Linked DNA regions of Anser cygnoides: region 2 is linked to region 1. The links are chromatin contacts, called in public Hi-C maps. All regions are on one chromosome and are shown on one strand. The core of a region is the stretch at or near the end of the contact, and the rest is flanking DNA. Distances in the headings are between cores, read along the strand shown.

Region 1 (5,167 bases), core at 917-3,416:
AGACAGTTGAATCTTAATCAAAAAAGCAAGAACCAGTATTTATAGGTTCACTCCTGCAAAAGCTTTGGGGAAATCACTCATGTATGTACTGTTAGACACATGAGCCAGTGTTCCCAGAATCAAAGCCTATAATTTTAACAAGCTGAGGTCTCTGTGACAGTCCTAACACTTTCAACTTCTACACAGTGCTAGCTGCCACCATAGAATACTTTTTGAAGACGCTGTTAATGATGAAGGCTTATCTATTTCACTATCCTGCAATTATACTGAGGATTCTAAATAGATGTGAAAATCTCAGAGATGTTCTCTTCACATGTGACCCAATAAAAGGATGCTGTCAGGCTGATTTATATAGCCTTAGTTGGGGGTTACCGAAAGAACATTTGAACTTAGCATCAATTTGAATATTTCCATTGACTTTTTAAATGAAATGCCAATTATTCAGATTTCTTTCTCGGATATAAATATTCCTGCCTGCATTGCTTGTAACATGACACTGTGGTGTTACGTCATGCTATTAGGCCAGAGGACAAAACGAAACAGAAACAAGATAAAAAAATCACAAATTCTCATTGCCTTAAGCAAAGTTTACTTTCCTTGATTGCGATCATTTTTAGAACCGTTAATAATAGACTGAATTTTAGCCTGACAACATCCTTTTAAGTAGATCAGACTCACACATGCAAAAGCCTACGCCCTGCAGTATAAAACGGTGTGTGAACATGTGAAAGATAGGACTAGGTGTGTACAAGCCTTTCCTACGAGTGTCTAGAAGCCCCAGCAGCAACGATACTCACGTTGGCAATGTCCCCAAGCCAAACGGGCCCAGCCCCAGCAGCAGTCAATTCTACTTCCAAACCGGCACAGTCCTGTGGAAGAGACTATTTGTCTGGGCCACCTGAACAAGACATTTCAAAAAAGTCTGGTGAAATGTTTTGAAACCATTCCATATAAAGAAAAACACATGAAGAAAAAAAAAATCTTTCCCGCACAGAGGTTTTTGTGGTAAACAAGAACTGCTCTGGGTTGAGTCTATGATATTCCTGTCATTAAAACAGCATGCAGGTGGGAAATTGTAAATAGCTATAGGCAAAAAGGGGAAGAGATAATTAGACTAACTTTGTAAAGCCTGAAACAATTGACGTGCTTTGCAACATGCTCACTGCTGCCGCTCGCAGGTCGGCATTAAACAGTTCCAGAAGTTTGGAACAGAGGATCTATGATGGGAAATAAAACACCATCACAGAGTGTCAGCATTGATTTTTTTTCACAGCGTATCGCCACATTTTCTCACTGAAGGAAAAAAAAAAAAATAAATCAAAACTAAAGCTTCTTGTACTGTTAAAGTGTATAAATACAAAAGGAGAGCTAGTGCAAGAGTGAATAGATGCAAAAGGAAAAAAAGAGAGCACGCAGTCTTAGGCAGTTCCGAAGTATTGTCGGGAGTTGTTAATGCTTCTTAAGGACAAACTAGAGTAAAGCAAGCAGTTCAGCGGAGCAGACCCGAGGGAGCAATGTTGGCAGAGGGGCCCCGGAGCCCCCGGCACGGCTCTGTGGGCACCCCGAGGCATTCCGAGTGGCACCGCCGCTACACCTGACGCGGCTCAGCACCGGGCATCGGGCGCAGCGCCTCTCCAAGCGTTCCCTTTCACCTCGCTTCACGTTAAAACTTGAGCTGCGAGCCTCCTCCGCCTCTTGTTTCAAGTGCCTCGAGGCGTCAATAAACCGATTTTTATTTCCCCAGCACGCCAGGCGCTTCGGTTTTAATCCCGACTTCGGGACGGGGAGGACGGAAGGAGCCCCCCGCCGCCATTTCGCACCCTGCGGTCTCGGCTCCGGCTCGGCCGTGCCCGAGGCGACCCCCGCTCGCCGCCCCCTGCCCGCCGGGCTCCTACCTTCTGTCAAACTCCCCGGCAGCCCCCAGGGAGAGGCAGGAGGCCAGCAGCAGCCGCAGGGAGAGCTCCATGGCCGGCGGGGCTCCCCGCCGCGCCGCCCCGGGACCGTGCCGCTGAGGGGGGGGAGCGGGAGCGGGACCGTGAGGGGGCTCCGGCTGCCGCCGACCCCGGCTGGACTGCGGAAAGCTGCGGAGCGGCGGCGGCGGCGAGCCCCTGGGTGCGGAGGAGGCGCCGCTGAGGGGCGGCGGCGCCGCCCGCAGCCGGTAGGGGCGCCCGGTTTCGGGCCGCCCGCCTCCGGGCCGCCCGCCTCCACGGCCCGGCCCCGGGGTCTGCTGCCCCGGGGGGACCCGCATCCCCGGGGGCGAGGGGGGGGACAGGAAGAAGGGGGGGGTTGGCTGGGGAAGAGGTTCGTGCTTTTGGGTCCGGAGGTGAGGCAGGCAGCCCTCCCGGGGAGCGGAGTCCGTGTGGGAAGGTGAAAGGGTTACGATGTGGCCTTCTTTTGCCCACCGGAGTTCTCCCAGTATAATGCTTCCCAAGAGAATTAAAGGTTTGCGTTGTTTTGTTCTGGCTTAAATACTTTTAGTATCTCTCTGATGTTGCCATGTGACAGCATCCCAGCCCCTGGCCTGACAAAAAAGCAACAAGTTTCCACACGACCCACGCACCACTACCACCAGCGATGACTCCAGCTGTGTGCTACACTAAAACCCTGAAATATGGCAGCCAGTTCCAGTTCATTTCTCTGAACTTCTGGGACTTACTGAGGGACACTTTTAAATAACTTGTCACCAGTTTAGGGTCAAAGCTGCTCTGAGGTCTCTCTGATTACAGACAGATGGGCCAACAGCTTGGACCACGTTGCAGCATTGGTTTTGATTTGTGCCCGAGTCAGGGCTAAGTCTCATCAGCTGTTCTCACAAGGGTCAGGCTACAGCTTAGACCCCGAAAACAAAGATCTTCCGCTTTGCGCTGTAACAAAAAGCCAAACCCTTTACAGAGCACTGAGAAGCCAGCTTCCTGAAATATGATTTCAGGCTTCAGGGTTGAGCTGGGAGTTCTGCTCAGAGCATTTTGCACCTTCGAAATGCTCCACAGATATTCAAGCAACATGGCAAAGGCAAAGACCTTTTGCACAAAGTACGAATTGTGCTGGTGAGCTTTGTAAAATTACACCTTCTCTCAGAGCAGTTTTACCGCTTATCGCTGAAGTTTGCAGCAGAATGCCCTCCGCTCCTTCACTTAATCTTTGTCATCTTTTCAGGACCATACTTTCCCTGTGCTAACCTTTCTGTCCACAGTCTCAACCCAACACTATTCAGACAGAGAAAAAAAAAATTGTGAAGAGCTGATGATTCTGCAAGATGCTTGTTACCTGTGCTTGGATAGCAAACCCCTCTGGACGACTTAGCTAGAGACAAAAACTACACCAGAGACCAAACCTTGTTCCCTTCATCCACATCAGGAGAAGCTGATAACCAAACACTGAAGGCAATAATGCAGTAGCATTTGGGAAAGACAGGAGAGCATCTGGCTGAGATTAGATTCTTGCTGAAATAGAGAGTTGATTTCCAGCTCTTGACTGATTGATTACATTTTTCCCCCACTCACATACGTGATGTGGGATCATCCCACAGCTCTTGCAGAATAAATTTAGTGTCAAGATTTTATGGGCAAAAGGAATAAATCCTACATGTGATAGCCACAGGGATTTCTCTCTGGTACCAGCATCTGGTTGCACCTCTCCAACACACAGAAGGAAAATGCCCACAAATTACACTGCAGCCACATTCAGGACAGGTGCCTAAAGCAACATTTCAACTTCATTGTGAATAAAGGTCTAGGGCAACCTGACACTTTCCCTCGAATGTCCAAAAGGACATGTCAAAGTCAAATCCATTCACACTACTCTGCATTTTGTAGTGGTACTTCAGTGCAGAGCAACTTTTAAGCACATGCTGCTCCTTTAAAGCGCATATACTCACAAATGTAATAAGATTACTTAATCTCTCCAGCCTGCACTCAGTATTTCAGATTTCCTCTGCGGTGTTTGGTATTCTTGTATGTTAATACTAGTGTGCTGGTGGGACATGGTGCCTACTTCAAATAGGCATGTCTGCTGTTGGTTAACTTCTGCTGTCTTTAAAATTTGTTTTGGAATATCAGCCTGAAAAAAAAAAAAAATTACCAGACACTGGAAGACCACATATTGCACTTCCATACCCATCAATGGGACTAATATCCAGCCATTTCTGAATTCACTTATTTTGGCAATGCTTTATCTATGTCAGGGGAGTTTTCTTAACAAGGTAAGGTACACTACATTGAGAGCAGAGGAAGAGTCTGATGCACTTGGTGATAAGAAAGCAGAGAGTGGAGAAATGCTCTGAAGAGTGGGGCTTGCTAGTCCTGCTGCAGGGAGGGTAAAGGTGGTGGTGACAACCGCTGCTTCTGGGATGGTAAGCATTACTGTACTGTCATGCAAAGCATGCAGGAATATGTTTAATATACCACTTAGTAGAGTAGCTGGTATTTCTCCCCCAAAAGTACACCACAGTGTTAAACTTTGTTATATAAGTTGCTTACAACATTATTTAACTGCTACTATAAGTACCATCAACTAAGAAAGAATGTAAGCAACAGGAAACCCGCTTATAATTAAATGATGCTCACATAGGTTCATTTCATTAGAGGGAACTTCCTTCTATGCCAGGGAATTGTTCTGCACGAACACCACTTTCTTTTAATTCAGTTGGAGAAGGACTATGTCCAGGCTGTCTCAGTGTTAAAAACTTCAGCTAAATAGAGGTTTCTAAGACATCCCTTGTGGATGGTTTTTCTTGGGGGGAATTTCTGGAATACTCTCTAGTATTGACTGGACAACCAATAAAAAGAGAAAAGAGAAAAACAGAAAAGAGAGCTGAAAAGGTACCAGTGGTAGGTATTTTAGAATGACAAATATTGGTAGAGATGATGAATGGTAGAATATGGTTGATATGACAAGTCATACAGAAGCAACTTCAAATTTCATCTTCATTGTCACAGGCAGCTGTAAATTAGACATAAATGCAATAGTAGCAGACACCACCTTTGGCCAATCTACGGTCAAGTAACTTTTCTTTAAGGGAGGCATTAGTTACCTCTAGCAAAATGCCCTTTTAAATATTAATTTTCTCTTTTGTGTCTTAAAATGCATTACAAATATTAATAAAGTCCTCTATTCAGCTGAATCAAGCAATACTTTCTGTGACTCTCAGTGTACATAAGCAGACATT
Region 2 (5,294 bases), core at 78-2,577, 130 kb before region 1:
CCATTTAGGTGATGTGGAGAGAGCAAACACATTGTACATTATTACGTTTGTTTTTCTTTTATCTAAGCCTGACATACGACAGGAGGATGTGGCAGGGGAAATGAGAATGGTAAGGGTGGCACTACTGATTTGGTACCAACAGAAGCAGCACTTTGCTTTCAGACCAGTGCTGACCTACACTAAACCTGTTTGGTTGTCTGCATCTTTCGTATCAAGAAATCTACGACCCAGATGGCCATGCATTGAGTGCTGACTGTACAAGTAACTTTACCTTAAAATGTGCAGTCTTTCTTATAGCATAGTTGTTAACATCTTGATTTCAGTATGTATAATAGTTTTTGAGTTGCATAATATACATGGTGATTGCTGTAGCTTAAATTGATTACTAAATTCATTACCCACTGTACAAGTAGTGCAAAGTCACTGGCACCTTTTGTTAGAAAGACAGACTGAGGAATGAAGCATCCAGATACAGACAACTCTTTGCAAGCAGTTGAAGACCTGATCAATTCTACTCTGAATCAGTGCAGTGTAGGGCCTGACAAGCAGATATTCTTGCAGAGATCCACGCTGATATCATCACTGAAATACAGCTATTCATTTGGGACTTGAGAAGAGATACACCAACTTATAAGGTGGGGAACAGATGCTATTAGAGAATAAGGAAACACCAAGCCTAGACATGGGATAAAACATGTTCTTATATGTAGGTTAGTTTCTGCAGTAACCTCATCTTCTGAAACTTTAGGGGGTGAGGAGCGTTCATATGTTATTTCTGTGCAGCTTAGAAAGGTGTCTTTCTGCTGTCTTCAGGCTAGTCAGCACCTCCAAAGAAAGAACATCAGATACAAAGTCCAGAGCACTGGTGGTGAAGAAGTGGTCCAGTGCAATGAGGAGCTATAGTAAAATTGTTGAAGCGGAAATGTGGAGGACTCTGCTTTGTGAGATACAGGCATGTGGGTTTAAGATGCAATGTGTAGTTGAAGATGTAGCTATTAGAAAACCACAAAAGTAAATGATTCTCCAAGGAACAGGGTTTCTCTAGTGTGAGAGAAACAATTATATCTGTTTCTATTGTAGCAGTGTGCCAAAATGATTAATTCTGTGATGATGAAAGTTGTATAAATGCTTAAAAATATTACATCCAGCTCACAAATGGACTAAACATTAACAAATAACAGAAATTCTACACTGAGATTGCATGGTGCAATTTTAACTGATGTTTCTGCTGACAGCAGCAAAATTAAATGCACATCAGAGAACTCGACTTTAGGTACATATTCAACCCCTAGATAGCTACTGTTCTACTTTCCGCTGTTTTTTTCATTCTGAAAATACTTTGCCTACACATCTGCAATTCATACTCTTTTATCTTGACAGAATTTCTGGTGATTCAGTGTTTAGTTAATTAAGATTTGGCAGGTGAAATAAATGGCACTTGGCCACCAAGCCCACACTGAGTTTGTGGGTGTATGGTGCCGGTTTCCATTTGTTTCACCACTTCTTGGCTAAAAATGTGAACTTGGAGGTCAAAACACCAACTGTGGATAGACTGAAAGGGATGCGATGGGGTCTTCCATCTGTGAGTGAGCAGTAGAAAAACCAAGATCGTACACCGTTTTGAATAAGGTTTGACTTTTTTTCATACAGTTTTGAAAACGTTGTATTGCTCAGATTAATACTCTGGGGAAGAGAAATCATAATAGCTCTTCTAAAAGGAAGCTTTTTTCATAAATTCAACTAGGAAATTTTGTCATGTAGCTTTGTAGTTTGCCTACGTTCAAAACTATTGTCCCCTGTGGAAGGTGACACTGCAAGGTGATTTATCATGGCATTAGTGAAGCTGGGCTGCTTTTTCAAATTACCGTATGTCTGAAGAAAAACAATTTGGTCTTTGTCATATGATGTACATAATAATAGTGTTGTAACTATAACCAGAAAAAAAAAAAGATTGGAAACATCAAGAGGCATCAGAGTTTAAAAAGGAAATCACTTTTTTAGTTTTCTTTTCTTGAAGGATGTAGGTCAGACTAATATATATGGAAACCTCTTTTCAACGTATTCTTCATCCTTATGTTAAATGGCTTTTTTAGATGCAGGTGGCAGGTGTATTTTATAATGCAGTTCGTGAAGATGTATTGTCACTAGATGATGGCATCTATGAAGCAGAAACTGCATAGCTGCTAGTAACTGTTGGGTTTCTGTGTTATTGTTTTGTTTTGTTTCTTAATGGCTTACAGCCAAGTGTTGGCTGGGAGCTGGCTTTGGTACAGAAGCAGAGTAATTTGTTCGGGCACACCTGCTCACCAAGACTGTTCTATTGTGTCAAACTGTAAGACTGATACCATTTTACCTGAAGCCGTGAATTCTTTAATTATTCACGTTTGCCACTTGTAGCTACATGAACAGCATGCACTTCTATTTATAGATTCCACCTTCTTGAGACTAAAGAGTAATGCTGGGATGGGTGAAACACTAAAGGAAGAAAATTCCTTCGTTTCATTCATATTAGTGTTTTTGCTGCTCTGTAGTTGTCAGTGGCAGAAAAAAAATAGAATATATATCCTTTAGTAAAGGACTATCTAAAGCTGTATTGTTTCAAAGAAGGAGGGAAACTGAGTTCATCAGTAAAACTTTCCTAGTGTCTTAAAATCAACGTGATGCACAGCTGATGCTTCCTTTTTCTTGATAGAAGCTGTAGGTACCCTTCATAGCAAAAAGGGACTTCAGAGAATAGAGTAATACTTTTGTTAGTCTTATAGGATTTTGTACACCCTTACCCTGGAATAAAATCAAAGTAGAAACAGTCAAACTGTCAAATATACCAGCATTTCTAGGCATGGAAAGACAAGTTAAACTCCTTTTATTGGAGGTTTGCATCTAAATGAGGTGAATATATTTATATATATATTTTTTTTTCTTTTTACAAAGATGTCTTTGGAAAATCTTCCCTCTTTTTCGGTTTCACTAAAATTGTGAGCATAACAACTGCTTCGGGATCAGACTGTTGTTTAGAAAGCCAGAGCATGCAGTAGATTTTTTTTTTTCTTCCACAGTTATGGGAAATGTTGCTGACAGCAAGGTGCCTGATAGGGTATCTGTTCATATCTTCATTATGCTGAATGTGTTGTTTGTATGTCTATACAGGTATAAATGATCTTCCTTATGACCTTTAGTTCTCTACTTGTTAATTGAGGAGACTTTTAAAATGAGCTGTACAAATAACATTAACCAGCAGTGGAAAGGGGACTTGCCAGGAAAAATGAAAGTACCAGAACTATTGGTACCATTTTTCACTGTGGAAATGGTAGGATTTACACACACAGGTTTGTTGAGTTGGAGCTGAGTGGGGTACACTCTAGGAGGTGCAGTGTTGTTAAGACTCCTTGATTAAAATGTACATTAGCAGCACATCTCCACATGATCATAGACACAGTTGCTCTGTGTGTTTAGATCCAGTGCTGTTAGTAGATACACATGTAACTGCTTAAATACAGAGTGTAGTCTGAGAGCCAGAAAAATCTTTCTGCTAAAGTAAGGGCTGAGGAACAAGGCGTCTTTAAAGGAATTCTCAGCTCTCTCACAATTTGGGATAGCTGTTAGGTCCTTTTGGTTTACTTCCCAGTATTGAAAGAATTTAAACTCTTGCCTTTAAATCTGCATCAGGCTTTTTATTCTGTCTATCCAATCTTCGTTCTTAATGTATTAAGAGCTAGATTCTAATAGAAATCAGCAGAAAGAACAAAACTAATCGTGGAGAACTAGAGCAAGGTTTGCACATAAAGCTAAGACTTTGTTCATGTTGCATGCTCAGAATAAATGTTGGGACTGGATCGCTAGCATTGAAGGACTAAACGTGTTTAGGAAGGACAGGTATCCCAACTGGGCTCCCATTGTATGTGAAGAATGTAGCTTCTATTTTGAAAATAGTGATAAATGGGCTAAGTACACATCGGGGGTGTGTCAGGTGAAACCTCTGTTGCTGCAAAAATCTGAAAAGTCTAGACAAGTGTCTGTAGGGCATGGGGTAGTCTTATTATTTGGCCTCAGAGCAAGGCAAGGAGCTAGATGATCTCTTGCTGTTTCTTCCACCCTTACACTTAAGCAGAAAAAAAAAAGCATTTTATTTTTTTCTCACCAGCATCACGTCATCTGGTTCGTATTTTTTCCAGCAGTGATGCGCATGCCAGCAGTATCACCTGCAAGAAACTTTTTCAGTTCATATTTCAGCTTGGGGCAGAGCTGTTTGAAAGCTCCCAGCCGTCTCACTCAAGCTGTCGAAGTACACGAGTTAACAGTTGTAGGGCAACTGGATTCAGTCAAAACAGACAGTGGGTGGGTTTTCAGGGGCTGGCCACAAAAATTAAAAAAAAAAAAAAAAAAAAGAAATAATTACTAACATCATGGCAAAATTGTAAAATAGTTGTGGTTTTTTTGGTAGTTTGTATCGCATGGTTCAGGACGTTCTTCAGGCAGATGTAGATACCTGTATTAATTTTTACCTGAAGTTTTTCAGTTATTGGTCTAGGAAACAACAGGTTAAATTAGAAACTTTGATCCTATTCCCATGGCAACAAATAACCCTTCTTAAGGTTACTTGAATATTTATCTTACTTCAAAAGCAGAAATGCTAAATTACTTCCTATTAGTACCTTGATATTCTCCTGAAAGCTAACAAGAGGAAAACTATGCTAATACAAAGCTCTTCTGCTTGTGACTCTTTAGACATTGATGCATTCTGTAAGCATTGATCTGGTCAGAGTTTCTGACTGTAGGGTTTTTCACTTTACACGTCACATCTGGGAAGCAGACCTGTTGATGAAGTTTTAATGAGTGATATTTATTTTGCCTTTGAATTTTTTTTTCCTGAGATGCATTGAAAGGGGTGCTGATGTAAGAGCAAATGACTATCCACAAAACAGTAAAATAGCACAACTGTCCTTTAATGTGTGAAATAAATTATATAAAAAGAATAATTTTCCATTGACCTTTTCATTTATTAGTAACCTTTTAGCAGTAATAGATACAGAGCTGTTGGATGGAAATGTTACCTCTCTTACTCAATTTGTCCGTCTGATTATCTAGGCTTAGTGAATCTTTTTGCATGTTGTGAGAAAATCCAAGGTTTATGGCCTTTCCACCCCTATTTCTTCGGAGAGCAGGAATGGTGAGATCAAACTGACTGACCTATTCAGCTTCCCTGCCTTTATTAGGCAGAGGCCTGCTTCGCTATTTATGTGGCTGTGTGGTGAAAACAGAGGGTGCCAGGACGGGTAGCCATAAAGTATTTGTGA

The links. A called contact is a pair of places that touch in the nucleus more often than the background predicts.
Region 2: a Hi-C map of granulosa cells shows a contact between it and region 1, with 2.0 times the contacts expected there. The contact joins the enhancer-like site here to the promoter of NPNT in region 1. A contact is called at or near these places in 2 of 7 Hi-C or Micro-C datasets (granulosa cells and liver).

What each region holds. Positions count from the first base shown.
Region 1 is chr4:75,099,617-75,104,783 of Taihu_goose_T2T_genome, reverse strand. NPNT (nephronectin) reads right to left here and starts at 2,166. Exons shown (of 14, transcript XM_066996836.1): 1 at 1,896-2,166; 2 at 798-898. The coding sequence starts at 1,966.
Region 2 is chr4:75,223,789-75,229,082 of Taihu_goose_T2T_genome, reverse strand. The region is part of intron 23 of TBCK (TBC1 domain containing kinase); the gene reads left to right. Among named protein-coding and RNA genes, the nearest start is that of TBCK, 66 kb to the left of the region's middle. Within about 2 kb of position 1,327, at least 1 of the 3 cell types and tissues checked has open chromatin away from gene starts, as enhancers often do.